Linked DNA regions of Mus musculus: region 2 is linked to region 1. Evidence: chromatin contacts called from public HiChIP or PLAC-seq data. All regions are on one chromosome and are shown on one strand. The core of a region is the stretch at or near the end of the contact, and the rest is flanking DNA. Distances in the headings are between cores, read along the strand shown.

Region 1 (6,913 bases), core at 3,241-5,740:
GCATGTGCCACCACGCCTGGCTTGGTTTAATTTTTTTTTAAACATTTTCTCCATTTAGTCATTCATTTGGCACATACATGCCACATGTCTGCGTGCATGCGAATGTCAAAGAGTACCGTGCTGGAGTCAATCACCAGGCTTGGCAGCACGTGTCTTTAGCCAGCGAGCCATGTTGATGGCCCTCCTGTCTCTTTGATTTTGATGTTTGTTGTTCTGCCCTGTACACTGCTCCCTTAGAATCCTTCCAATACAGGGGTGACTCTCATCTTTCACAGCAGTTATGTTTTACAAGGTTACTGTGACCATGGAAACAGAGTTAGATTTCTGTGGGCCTTTGGTCACAACCCTTTTATCCATCAGCTATATGCATTTCTATTTAAATACATTTTACTTAATATATGCTGTTGATTTTTTTTTAACATGGGTTCATGGCACTGCAAGTCACGGCTAAATGAAGATTTGAAACAATCTCTGTTCTTTCTGTTAGGCGTATGACATTCTTGTTGCTTGTAAACATGCTATCCATGGCTCAGTGGTTGAGAGTGCTAGCTGCTCTTGCAGAGGTTCAGTTCTTAGCACTATGCCCTCTTCTGACCTCCAAGGGCATATCTATGTATGTACACACACACACACACATGAATATAATAAATAAACTACTCAAAAATAAAATAAAAATGTTAGACACTACTTCAAAGACTTTTTTTTAATTACTAGGGATGAAGTAAAGGCCTTCTGTTACAAGTTTTGGGGTCAGAGCCTGGGCCCTGGTCACCCTAACAAGCAGTATGAAATACTGTATGTTATAAGTATCAGTATGAAATAAGCCAGGTAAAGAGTAATGGTGAAAAGGATACTTTTCAAAATGGCCACATCCTATAAGAGGAACAAACAGACAGGTCCAGTGGCCAGTGCTCCCAAGTCCATCTTTGAGAACATAATAGGCAGGAGGTAACTAAGCACTTCTGATCCAAATGTGGTCCCACCCATCACGACCCACCATAGCTCTCTCAACTCCAGTCTCTCTTTTTAAAAGATTTATTATATATAAATACACTGTCACTGTCTTCAGACACACCAGAAGAGGGCATCAGATCTCATTACAGATGGTTGTGAGCTACCATGTGGTTGCTGGGAATTGAACTCAGGACCTCTGGAAGAACAGTCAGTGCTCTTAACCACTAAGCCATTTCTCCAACCCAACTCTAGTCTCCCTTGAAGGTAGGTCTCCGAGGACAGGTTGTCACAAGTGTATGATTTGGGAGACAATCCTCCTGCTGGCTGGCACTAAGACTCTGGACTTTCTTTTCTCTCAGCATGAGAGTCCTGGAGAAAGTCTAATTTCTTGGGACCCATTGTCTCAGTAATTTGATAGTCAAAGGGAGGGCCACAGTAATCTTTTAGGACAGTAACACACCCATAGGCTACCACTGAGCCACACTCTCACCCCTGGGCATTGGTTTAAAGATCATAATAAGACTGGGCTTATGAGGTCCTGGTTCAATCCACCAAAAACCAAACCAAACCAAAACCCCCATAATTATCAACCAAAAGCACAGAAGAAAGAAAGGACAAAGTATAGTAGAAATAAAGGGGTACTTGTCTCCAGTACGGAGCAGAACAGCCTCACTTTGTCTGGTCCCTGTGTGCACGGCTGTGCTCTGATGACTCAATTTTCTCATCTCTCTGTGACTGTCGCTGACTGGCCGCAAAAGCATCATGAGGATCGACTTGGCAGTCACAGCTAGATTTTAGGGAGTAATCAGACCTGTAAATACTGAACCAGGGAGGATGAAGATTAATTACAACCATGTTAAATACTGTGAAGGCAAAAATCTTTGCTGTGGAACCAGATGTCTAGAAAAAATGCTTCAGGCTGCTGGGGTGGCTCTGTGATGTAAGGCATTGGCTGCCAAGCCTGAGTTCTAGCCCCAGAATCCACATGGTAGAAAGGAGAACCAGTCCCCACAAATTGTCCTCAAGTTCGATACCCACCCATCTACCCAAATAAACAATTAAAAAACAAACAAACTTAAAACAAAACAAGCCATGGTTTTATAAGCCCTCAGTGATGTGTTTATAAAAAGATAAAGGGGTATAAGATATGTTCTATGGGGGTATGGTAAGGAGCATTACCGGGCTGTTGCCAGGTAACTGTGGGGTGACCTTTAGACAGAATGCTAACATGCAGAGCAATTGAATCTATTCTAAAGGCACTTTGGAATGGTTAGTCTTCATACACAAAAGCATCACCATCACCTTCTCCAAGCCATCATCACTAGAAAGTGATTTTGGAAAATGCTTGTCCACTGGTGGAGCTATAGTAACTGTAAGCCAGCTGATCTCAAAGTCTGGTACCAACAACATCAAAATCTCTTTGTCAAAAATATCAACTCCCCAGTGCCTGACAAATACAGAAGTGGATCCATTGGACGCAAAGCACAAGGTCTCCAGTGAAGGAGTTAGAGAAAGAACCCAAGGTGTTGAAGGGGTTTGTAGCCCCTTAGGAGGAACAACAATATGAACCAACCAGTATCTCCAGAGCTCCCTGGGACTAAAACACCAAACAAAGAAAACACATGGTGGGACTCATGGCTCTAGCTGCATATGTAGCAGAGGATGGCCTAGTCGGTCAACAACGGGAGGAGAGGCCCTTGGTCCTGTGAAGGCTAGATGCCCCAGTATGGGGACTGCCAGGGCCAGGAAGAGGAGTGGGTGTGTTGGTGAGCAGGGGGAGGGGGGAAGGGATAGGGGGCTTTCAGAGGGGAAACAAGGAACAGGGATAGCATTTGAAATGTAAATAAAGAAAATATCTAATAAAAGTTATATAACTATTTTAAAATTATAAAACTAAACATTGATACAAATTCACTGAAAAAAAAGTTTAGAATTATTTAAAAAAAAAAAAAAAAAAGTCAACTCCCAGCAGGGTAGTGGTGGTCCATGCACTCAAGAGGCAGAGGCAGGCAGATCTCTGAATTCAAGTCCAGCCTGGTCTACAGAGTGAGTTCCAGGACAGCCAGAGCTACAAAGAGAAACCCTGTCTCAAACAAACGGAAAAAAAAAAATCAGCTCTCCTGGTAGAGCGTGGAGGTACACCTGGTAGAGCGTGGAGGTACACCTGGTAGAGCGTGGAGGTACACCTTGGCTGTGTAGTGAAGCCCTGACCTCAGTCAGAGAGAAAAGGAAAGAGAGCACAAACCCTGTGGCTCCCACTGTAAGATAAAAAACTGGGTGTGGAAGGAAGGGCAGTACCTTCTGGATTTTACAAAACTGAGACTGCTTCAGGCCAAAGTTGAGAACCTTGCTTTAAACCCCAAGCTATCCCAATCCTATGGTGGCTGTATGGCTAATGACTTGCAGAAGGCATGGCTGACAGTCCTTTGTTATGGAAAGAGCTGGGGTTGAACAGTCGGGAGAATCTCACTTCCACCTTCTATAAGGAGGAAACTTTGAAGTTACTTAAACCCTGCCGAGGGCCAGATTCCTCCTGTGTAAACATGTGGAGCTTCATAAAGCCATGACCAAGAAAGTGCCTAGCATGCACAAGCCCTCTTTCTTTCTTGCTTGCTTTGTTGCTCCCAGATTTATTGAAAACATTACAGAACAGATACAAACGGCTCCATGTGGTGTTTTGAGATTCACCCCAACTGTAGGCTGAGTAATCTTGTAGTTTAGTGAATAGGAACAAAAAAAAGAAAGGAAAGAAGGAAAGAGAGAAAGAGAGAGAGAGAGAGAGAGAGAAAGAAAGAAGGAAGGAAGGAAAGAAAGAAAGAAAGAAAGAAAGAAAGAAAGAAAGAAAGAAAGAAAGAAAGAAAGAGAGAGAAAAGAACATGACTGCTCCTAGGTATGGTAGAAGAGAAAGTTTATTGTAGATAAAAGGGAGAGCAGAGGCAGAGACACCTGGGAAAGTCCTGAGTAAACGTGACCGGACTGAGCTGGGCCATGGCGGGAGATGAGGGGAAGGGAGAGGGAGAAGGGGGAGAAAGATCCGGGAGCACAGCCAGAAGGCCAAAGGCACAAAAAACGATGGGCAACCACAATGGCCGGGTTATATAGGGGAGAAGAAGCCAGCAGCCTGGGCTGGAGGGTTCAGAGTAGGGGGCAGGGTATGCCAGCCAGGAAGGCCTTCTTAGGGGCTGAGGGACAACCTGGAAGCCAGCATCTGCTTTGATATGTTAAATAGGCGCCTCTGCCATTTGTCCCAAGTTTGAAACCTAAAGGTCAGAGAGGCTGCACTAATCCCACCAGGTAAGGATTAACCAGTACTACTTTTTTTTTTTTTTTTTTTTTGCCAAATTTGAAATAAGCTTTATTAAGTCCTGGCCATGGCGTGGACACTGGTCAGGTCCATGCCCAGGATTCCCAGAGAATGGCCCCAAAATACATTATTCAGAAGTTTATAAAAGCAAAACCTATAAGGCTACTACTCTCTTCCTGCCTTCGTTCTTTTGAGGGCAGACATACTTCCTGCCTACACACCTCCCACCTACGTGTGATAAAGCAGGTCTATGCAGTCGGGCAATGAAACTTGTTTATCTTAAATGAACAACAGCCCCCAGCAGTCCAGGGAGCTATCTGTCCTTGGGCACGTGCAGTTTACAGGTTAGAGGCATTTTTGTTTTATAAATCCCTTAAGCACATTAATTTAAACTTAAGATACAATTTGAGCCATCACAAAGATCCAGGATCCTAGGAAGTCAGGACTTGAAGGAGAAACTGTGAGGGTGAGGGACCTGGCTTGCAGGCTCACTCACAAGTTCATGCTTGACTAACCTTATACAGCCCAGTACCAACTGCTTAGAGAACTATGTCGCCCACCTTAGGTTGGGCTCTACTACTCAGTTAACCATCAAGACAATTCCACACAGATGTGCTTCCAGGCCAATCTGATCTATGTGACACCGTGATTGAGATTCCCTTCTCAGCTGGCCAGGCTGTCTGACATTGACACAATTTTACCTTAATTTTAAATGTATTTATTTGTTTGTTCATTTAAGACATGACTTCACTATGTTGTCCTGCTGGGTCTGGAATTTTCTCTGTAAAACAGGCTATACTTGAACTCAGAAATCTGCCTACCTCTCCTTTGTCAATGCCGGGATTAGAGGTCTTTGCTATCATACCTGGCCCATTATTTTTATTATTTTTATTTTATTTGTTTGTTTGTTTTTTGTTTTGGTTTTGGTTTTTTGTTTTTCGAGACAGGGTTTCTCTGTATAGCCCTGGCTGTCCTGGAACTCACTCTGTAGACCAGGCTGGCCTCGAACTCAGAAATCCTCCTGCCTCTGCCTCCCAAGTGCTGGAATTAAAGGCGTGCACCACCACCGCCCAGCTTTATTTTATTTTTAAGTGTGTGTGCGTGAGTGCATGCGTGCGTGTGTGCATATATACAGGAATGTAAGTGCAGGTGCCCACAGAATCCAGAATAAGGCTCTGGTCCCCTAGAGCTGGAATTACAGGTAGTTTTGAGATGCCAGATCAGAGGGCCAGGAACTGAACCCAGGTCCTCTGCAAGAACAGTAAGTGCTCTTAATCACAGAGCCATCTCTCCACTCCCACTACCCACAACCCCTTTTTGGACAAGATCTCATATAGCCCAACCTGATCTTGAATTTACAATGTAGCCCACAACAGTCTTGAACTCCTGATCCTTCTGCCCCAGATTCTCAAATGCTCGAATTACAGGCAGAAGCCACCACATATAGCCAACTATTACAATTTTCATTATAGTGCCTTTCTCCATATAAGAAAGGGCTAATAATGTGGTTCCAGTATTGCTCTAGGGACAGAAACACACACTAAAGCCCCTCAAAGAGATTATTCACTAAGTTCCTTCACCAAGAGATAGAGCAGAAAAGCAAGTCCCCTGAACTCTCCACACAAGCCTGAGTCCTTCTGTTTCTGCATCCACGCCATACCATCTTCCGTTTGTCTTTTAGCCTAAGAAATGTAGAATCCCTTTGTCTGAAAAGTGGGTGTGTACAGGCTATTGCCAACTAGCCACCCCAAAGGCCCTCGGGTACAGGTAAGGGAAAAGGCAAGTATTCATTTGCTGGCCTTTGATCATGAGCCACACAGTCATTAAAATCAAAATACAACCTAGTGACTTGTGTTCAGAGCTGGAATATGCCATAGCCACATTGGGAGGCCTTTTCACATAAAAATTGACTGTGTTAATTCCTTCTATAGTTTATATATGGTTTGAATGTAGCCCCTCAAAGTTCATGTGTCTGAGATTCAGTTCTCACCTGAGGTGTGTGTGTGTGGGGGGGGACCTTTAAGAAGCCAGACCTGAAGTTGTTTGAGGTGGTGCCATTATGGAACCCCAGTCTTTCTCTGGCCTCTGATCTTGAGAAGGGGTCTTTGGTTGTCCATCGTGGTAGTTTCATGCCCTTGAACCTCCAAAACCCTAATCTACATAAATATTTTCTTCACAAAGTGTCCCAGCCTCAGGCATTGCATTACAGGTTTGGAAAACCCATCAGTCCAGTTTCTCTGTGAGGTTATAGTTTGTCTTCTTCGGCTACATGAAGAACAGAGTTTTCCTGTAGTTGAACTTTGCTGGAGTCACCCTGCAGTGGTCACATCCAGGGGATGAGCAACATTCACAGAGAGGAAGAAAGGACCACAACCTTGGATTTTTCGTGGTAAGAACCAAAGGAATTTTAATGGTAAAAACCTGTTCTGAGGAGGGAAATTCCTCAACACAGCTTTCAAGATGTCTCACCAGTTTTCCCTGGATCTCTTCTCCTCCTAAGCCACCTTCATTTTCTTTTTTACTTACTCCTGGGCTCTGCTTCAGCTAGAAAAGCTACTTTGGCTCTTTCACCCCAGCTCCCTTCTCTTTCCCTCCCACTGATGGTGCTTTTCCTTTTTCTCCAGTGGAGCTGGAGGCAACTGAAGCTTAGAAAAA
Region 2 (6,913 bases), core at 1,606-4,105, 140 kb after region 1:
GCAACTGGGCCCCTGAGGGACCCACCCTTCCACATGTTTGTCAGACCCTGCCTTCCTTTCTCTGGTTGCTTCCCTCCAGCAAGCCAGGTATAGTGGAGCCAGCCTGCTTGGGTTGCAGTCCCAGCTGTGTGAGTCAGAGAGTTGCCTATCAAAGATGCTCTCTCTAAGAGAAGACAATAATTTTATAAATCTGTGTATTTATATATACTCACTCATCCTCTCTAATTACACACACACACACACACACACACACACACACACACACACACTCACACACGAGATGCATTTGCATTTGTAGCATGCAGAACAGTTTCCAGCACACACCAATTGCATTTACAGTATCAGCAGAGACAGGAACTGGAGAATCCGCTTTTTTCCGACTTTTTTCCTGCTCTTGTTTGTCGTGTATGGGAAATCATCCTGTGACGTAACTCAGGCTGGCCTCAAACTCAAGATTTTCTTCTGCCTCGCCCTCCTGGAAACCGGGATTACAGGTGTGGGTGCCACCCAGTGCTGGGGGTCAAAGCCAAGGTCTCACCCAGGCTAGGCAACACTTTCATCTGAGCAGTTGGCAGTGGCAGGGTCTCTTTCCAAAGAGGCCTTTACTTCAAACTGGACTGCAGCTAGAGGGAAGCAGCCCTTTCCTCAGGTGGCAAAGACAGCAGGAGGGTTAAGAACTATTTTGGAAGTCTGCATCAAAGCACAAAGCCCCAGCACAAAGGGCATATGGGACAGTAACTGCTACACTGCGCTCCCATCTGCTTCGGGGTCTTCTGGGATGTGGCTCCCTGTGACTGTTATTTGACACGAGCTCTCTGAAACTCTCCCTACCCCACCTTTAACTCTCGGTATTTCAATGTTCCCTTTTCTTCCCTCCAGAGGGAAATCAAAGCAGGTCTGGTTTTTAGGCCTTTGATGCTTTACAGGGGGAGAGAGAAGGGGGCAAATAATCAAAAAAAAAAAAAAATCAACCACCTTGCAAACCGGTTTCCCCTCTGAGAAATGGAGACAACGGCACGGAACACAGGAGTTTGGTAAGGAGGAGAAGCGAGGCCTTGGGCAATGAGACCTGCCTATTATAATAACCCAGAAGTTATTATACCTTGCTACCTGCCTCAGGAAGTAGCATTGCCCCTGGTGCCTCTGGTCTCGTTCCTTTTTCCTTCTGTGGACACCCTTCTGGCAGTTAGAGGCTCGCTTTCCCCTCTAGGGCATATCTTAAGGTTGAGACCTCTCTCTTTCCTCTTGGGAACAAACTTCTTGAAAAAGGAGTCACATGCAAATGTGGGAGAAACTCCAGTGCCACCTTCTCCTCCCCTTCCCACAGCCTGGCATCCCCGAACAGCCCTGCAGGAACACTTTCCTGACCCACCTGCTGAACAAATCCACTGCTCCCCTGAGTCCTCCCATTTCTCTCTTTCCTTTCTTTTCTGGGGGAGGGGGGATGTGGGATTGAGGTGGGGAGTGGGGGTCTTGCTGTGTAGCCCAGGCTGGCCTTGAACTTATGACAGTCTTCCTGCCTCCAGCTCCCCAGTTGGGTGGGGTTAGCAGCATATGCAACCACACTAGGCTAAGGATGCTAATGTATGAGTGGATGCAAAGGCACAACATGTGCTGGGATATGAGCTTCAGTCTGTCTTAGTTCCAGACTGTCTCTCCCTCTGATGTCAGGAGCTCCTGTCCGCAGGAATGCTGCGACACCTTCCCTAACAATGACCCCGCTAGCCAAATCATCTTCTCCTAAGTTGCTTCAGTTGGGTACTTTGTCACAATGATGGCAAGAGTAGCAAATAACACACACACACACCCTACCCCTGTGCATATATTGTATATATACATTCTTTTCTTTAGTACTGGGTTTAATACCTAGAACTGAGTGTAAGGCCACACTCATGCTAAGCAGGTGCTCTATAACCCAGCCCTCTCCTTCTTCTCTGAGACTATTACTTCTTTTCAAAACCCGCTCCTTCCTCACCTCAAGGAACCCAGACCCCCCTGGATATCCAATTGTCATTTAAGGATCCATACTTGCTTATTTTGCTGGCCCCAACTCACTCCTGACCTTTAGCCAATTTCCCAGCATCCTCTACAGCTTTCGGCCTCGCCTCCAGCAGCTATGGCTAGAAGGAACACAATCTCTGGCTGGGAGAATTCTCATCTTAGCTTGTTCTGGGAGAATGCTCATCTTAGCCTGGGGGCTCCCCTGGTCCTAAGAACATCATTTTCATTATCTGGCTCCAGGCTCTTGTTTTACCCCTGACAACACAACCAACCACTCACACTGTGACGCACAGTAGAGATACCAACCCCCTCTGCTGGATAGACAACCTGCGTGTCGGTGAAGCTAACCTCCTGAAGAGTGTACTTCCATATACTTTCTTGTGCCCTGGGAATCGGCAGCAAAGTTCTGTGGCCCTGGCCTCGCTGCCCTGAGGGCCCCTGGCACTGGAGCTCTAGCAGATCCCTAAAGGCCCTCCTCCAGGGTCACCTGTCCAGCAGCTCCCAGTCCTCCCCTCCCCAGCGGTCTCTGAACTCCTTGGTGTTCATGCCTCCGATCTTGTCCAGGTCAGACTTGTAGATCCCGAGCAGTCCAAATCCATTTACTTCCCAGTAGCCTGTGGGCAGACAAGACACCGATGAGATGAGTTGGACACTGGGATCCCACAGGCTCTGATGGTAGAGACTGGGGTGACAGAGGCAGAGAGCTGAGAGCTAGGGAAGTCCCTGACCTGTCTGGGGGAAGCCCCTCCCCACCCCCCAGGAAGACTTAAGATCAAACATAGCTGTGACCATGGCTGATGTCACAACCCGACTGTAGGCTGGCAATTAGGATGTGACCCCAGCAGCCCTTCTCATCTACTTTGTCTCTCCACCTTCCTGTCTTCCTGCGCACAGCATCCAGCACGCAGCAGATACTGTATGAATGTCAGATGACTGCATGCTGGGGGAGGACAGTGCCACCGCTCTGCCTGCTACTGTGGTTGTCAGTAGAGCCTGAGGTCTGTCCAAAGCTCAGACAAGACAGGATGGCAGGATGGGAAAGACGCTGATGCTTAGATGTGAACTTTTCCAGCCTTCGTGTTGGACGCCAAGGTCAACTATCACCTCCTCCCTATCCAGGGCAAGGCTTACCCTCAGGCCACTGTGGGGTGGCCCCACAGTGCAGCCGCATCACCATGGGGGCAAAGGCCATCTTGCCCTCCACACAGTGCTTCCGGATGGTATCAATGATTCCTGCTGGAAAGTGGATGTGCAGGTCACAGAGGAAGATGATGCTGTGTGGATCCTGGGGATAGAGAAGGCAAAGTTAGCAGACCCTTGGACCAGAGCTGGGAGACTGGAGCGACTGACAGCTCACACAAAGCCAAACACAGGGCAAATTTCTACAATCTCTTGTAGCAGGACTTAGTGAATTCAGACTCCTCTCCTACTTTCTCTTTCTGCTGAGACAGAGTCATGCTATCTTGCAAAGACTCACCTGGCATCTGTGTAGTCCAGGCTGGCCTTAACTCAGGACCTCCTGCCTATCCTCCAGAGAGCTGGGATTACAGGTATGTACCAACGCCTAACTTTTGTCCCATGTTTTATGGAGTCTGAGGGCTCTAACAATGGGGAGAACACTTCCTTGCCATTTACTTAGTTCCCTGTAGAGCTGGGTCTGCAATGTAGTGTCAAGGTTGCTCCTTGCTATGGTCTTGGTGTCTGCCAAGGGCTGTGTGATAAAGGCTTGCTTTCCAACCTGTGGTGCTATGGGAACCTGTCGGAGGTGAGACTTACAGGAAGAATTTAGATCACTAGGATATTGAGGTTCCCAGCCTCCTTCTCTTTCACTTCCTGGTGCCATGAGGTGAGCATTGTCCTCTGCCATAATTCATGGCCCCACAGGCCCAAAAGCAACAGGGCAAGGTGACCATGAACCAGATGAACCTTTCCTCAGAGCTGAAAGTGTAGCTCAGTGGAAGGGAGCTTGCCTAGCCTGCACAAGGCCTTGAGTATTGTTCCAGGCATGACGAACAGTAACAAACTTCATCTTCATTTAACCCAGTGTGCGGATTGTTTTGTTTATTTTACCCCAACTCGACACAAGCGAGGGTCACCTAGGACAGAGGAAACTCGATGAAGAAAGCGTCTCCATCAGACTGAACTGTGGGCAAGTCTGCGTGGCATTTTCATCATTCATGACTGTCGTGGGAGGGTGCAGACCACTGTGGGTGTTGTCACCCCTGGGCAGCGTGAGTTGTATGAGAGAGCAAGATGTAGGACTAGAGAGATGGCTCTCAGTGTCCAGAGGACCTGGGCTGGATTCCCAGCACCTACATGGCAGCTCAAAACCATCTGAAATGGTTTTTAATTTAAAAAATTAAAATGAGGGCTGGAGAGATGGCTCAGCAGTTAAGAGCACTGGCTGCGTTTCCAGAGGTCCTGAGTTCAACTCTTCACAACGACATGATACAGATGGCTCACAACCATCTGTAATGGGATCTGAGGTTCTCTTCTGTCTGGCTCTCTGTTCTGGCATGCAGGCATACATGCAAATAGAGTGCTCATATCCATAAACTATATAAATAAGTGAATCTTTTTTATAAAGTTAAAGCCGAGCAAGCTAGGAAGAGCAAGCCTATAATATAAGCACCTTCCTTCCACGGGTCCTGCCCACCATCCCTCAATGGTCCACCGTGCTCCAGATATGTGAACCAGTCACCCCTCTCCTCCCCAAGTTGCTTCTGGTCATGATGTTTATCACAGCAACAGCAAGCAAACAAGGGCACTCAGGTTATCTTACGACAGTAATGGAATGTGACAAGCATAGCCCTATGTCCCAACCCCTGCCCTGCCAAGCAGCGGACTGCACCTTCCAACTGTCTGTCTCCTAACTAGTCTCCTGATCACCCAAGCCCCCCTGAGGCCCCGTTACCTTCACCAGGTCTATGCCAGCCTGCAGTCCAGCAGAGCGCTCAAAGTTTCCACTCAGCTTCAGGTACTGGTAGCTGCAGGAAGAGAAGAAACGCTGGATCGGGTGTAAGGATTCAGCTGTAGGAGCCCTGAAGGGAGTTGGAAGGCACACAGTAGAGACACACAGTAGAGACACACAGTAGAGCACAGGTGGGTGCTCCTGGGTTGTGGGTAGGAGCTGGCTATTGGTACTGGGGAGAGCTGGCTGTGGCTTCTGGTTCCACTCTGAGCAGTGGTCCTGGGACATCAGGAAAGTGAAAAGCCAGCTGTAGCCAGAGGTCTTCCTTACCTCCGCAGTCTGGACCTCTTCAGAGCCATCTCCACATCCATGTCCTCACTGCTATAGTCTGTGATAATGATGCTGAAATGTGCATCTCCAGTGACTTGGGACAGGCTCTCCATATCTCTGATGAACTGCTGCACCCAGCGAGCCTGGTTCTTCACTATCCAGGTAGGTCAGGTAAGGAGAAAACAGCAAGAGTTAAGGAAGGGTGAACATCTCTCAGCACTGACCCAAGTCAGGAGTCCCATCAACCTTTAAAGGGGATAAGGCAACCACAGGAATCCATTAGCATGCAGCACAGAGACTCTAAGAAGGGGCAGGGTTCGCCAGCTACTGGGGGTTCTACAGCTCAGCTCCCTCCGCACTTTCCAGGCCTGGCCTTGGAGACAGTCTTAGGTGGGACACATCAGAGCAACCCTGGCCAGCTTTAACAGGCCTGCTATCTACCCATCTTCTCATACTGCTCATCCCTTGTCCTGCCTGGTCACATTGTTACACGTTGTCTTATGTTTTCCTTTCTCATTAGAAAGACCACACTAGGGCAGGAGGTGGGGCTCAGTGCCTTACTTAGCATGTGGCAGGCCCTGGACCACCACCATCATCATCAAAATAAATCCCACTCTGTATAATATCCTCACTCTTCTTTCCTGGACAACAACCCAAGTTGATGCTCACATCCAACCCGAAGACCTACACGACAGAAAGTACCAGCCTCAACTCAGCATCAGATCTCAGTTCCACTGTTTGCTAACCACACAACAACGTTCAATTCGTTTTCTTCTGTGAACCCAGTTGGAAGATCAAATCAAGAAAACAGACCCAGTGTTCATGGTGGGCACCAGGACCCCACCCTGCTAAGGCTTACCAGGCACAATAAAGTGGACCACAGCTCGATGGTTCCAGGAGAAACCTTGGGGCCAGCAGAGCTTGGGCTCTGGATCCTGGGCATTCAGGACATGTCTGTGACGGTTGCGTGGGCTCCAGACCAGACCCTGCAGGTTCCGAGCTTCTGTGTCCTCCCTGCCTGGGTGGTCACCTCCCCGCCAGCCTCTAGTGGACACGTACTCCGAGAGCCGTACCAGGCGTTGGCCATCCAGCAGTTCAAGCTCCAGGAAGTAGCGCCCCCCGCGCAGCCGGTCCTGGCGCTTCTCCACATTCACAATGCGCTGCAGCTGGTATCTCCTGTGGCACAGAGGGCAGCTAGAGTGAGCAGAGGGCATGTGGTAGAAGTCTGCAGGGCCAGTTGTCAGAGATCCTGGTTCTTGTCTTTGCTTTGCCATCGGTTAGCTGTAGAGGCTCATACAAGATATACAGCCTGCCTAAGCCTCGCTGCCTCCTCCGTCTAAAATGTTGCTCCTGAAGCACAATGATCATTGAGGCCTTCAAAGCACTAAGGCTCACTGTACAAGCAGTCTTGGTGATAGACTCCTTGAGATCAGCCCACATTAAGAAAAATCATCAAAATGATAGAAATTAATACACCTTCAGTCACTCTGATCATTAATGGTCTCAATCCCCCAGTCAAAATAATAATAATAATAATAATAATAATAATAATACAGGCTAATAGAATGGATTAAAATACAGGATCCAGGGACTGGAAAGATAGCTCAGTGGTTACAAGTGCCTGCTGCTCTCTTTCAGAGGACCTTGAGTTGGGTGCCGGGTGAATTACAG

The links. HiChIP or PLAC-seq counts read pairs in DNA pulled down with a chosen protein or histone mark.
Region 2: a contact with region 1 is called in an H3K27ac HiChIP or PLAC-seq map of thymic regulatory T cells, with 2.8 times the contacts expected there. The contact joins two enhancer-like sites. A contact is called at or near these places in 2 of 15 datasets of contacts at CTCF or cohesin (CD8 T cells and the NIH/3T3 cell line), 4 of 484 Hi-C or Micro-C datasets (CD8 T cells and embryonic stem cells), 17 of 115 datasets of contacts at active chromatin or transcription factors (the HPC-7 cell line, T-cell acute lymphoblastic leukemia, astrocytes and 10 more) and 3 of 9 other capture datasets (adipose tissue, liver and pancreatic islet).

Annotation. Positions count from the first base shown.
Region 1 is chr6:120,061,456-120,068,368 of GRCm38.p6, forward strand. No RefSeq gene overlaps it. Among named protein-coding and RNA genes, the nearest start is that of Wnk1, 26 kb to the left of the region's middle. Within about 2 kb of position 4,491, at least 49 of the 459 cell types and tissues checked have an H3K27ac peak or open chromatin away from gene starts, as enhancers often do. A contact at or near this core is called in CD8 T cells and thymic regulatory T cells, where this site is marked.
Region 2 is chr6:120,203,991-120,210,903 of GRCm38.p6, forward strand. It overlaps B4galnt3 (beta-1,4-N-acetyl-galactosaminyl transferase 3), which reads right to left. Exons shown (of 20, transcript NM_198884.2): 15 at 6,102-6,418; 16 at 5,243-5,396; 17 at 4,916-4,988; 18 at 3,133-3,286; 19 at 2,489-2,615. Among named protein-coding and RNA genes, the nearest start is that of Gm25327, 64 kb to the left of the region's middle. Within about 2 kb of position 2,856, at least 18 of the 459 cell types and tissues checked have an H3K27ac peak or open chromatin away from gene starts, as enhancers often do. A contact at or near this core is called in CD8 T cells and thymic regulatory T cells, where this site is marked.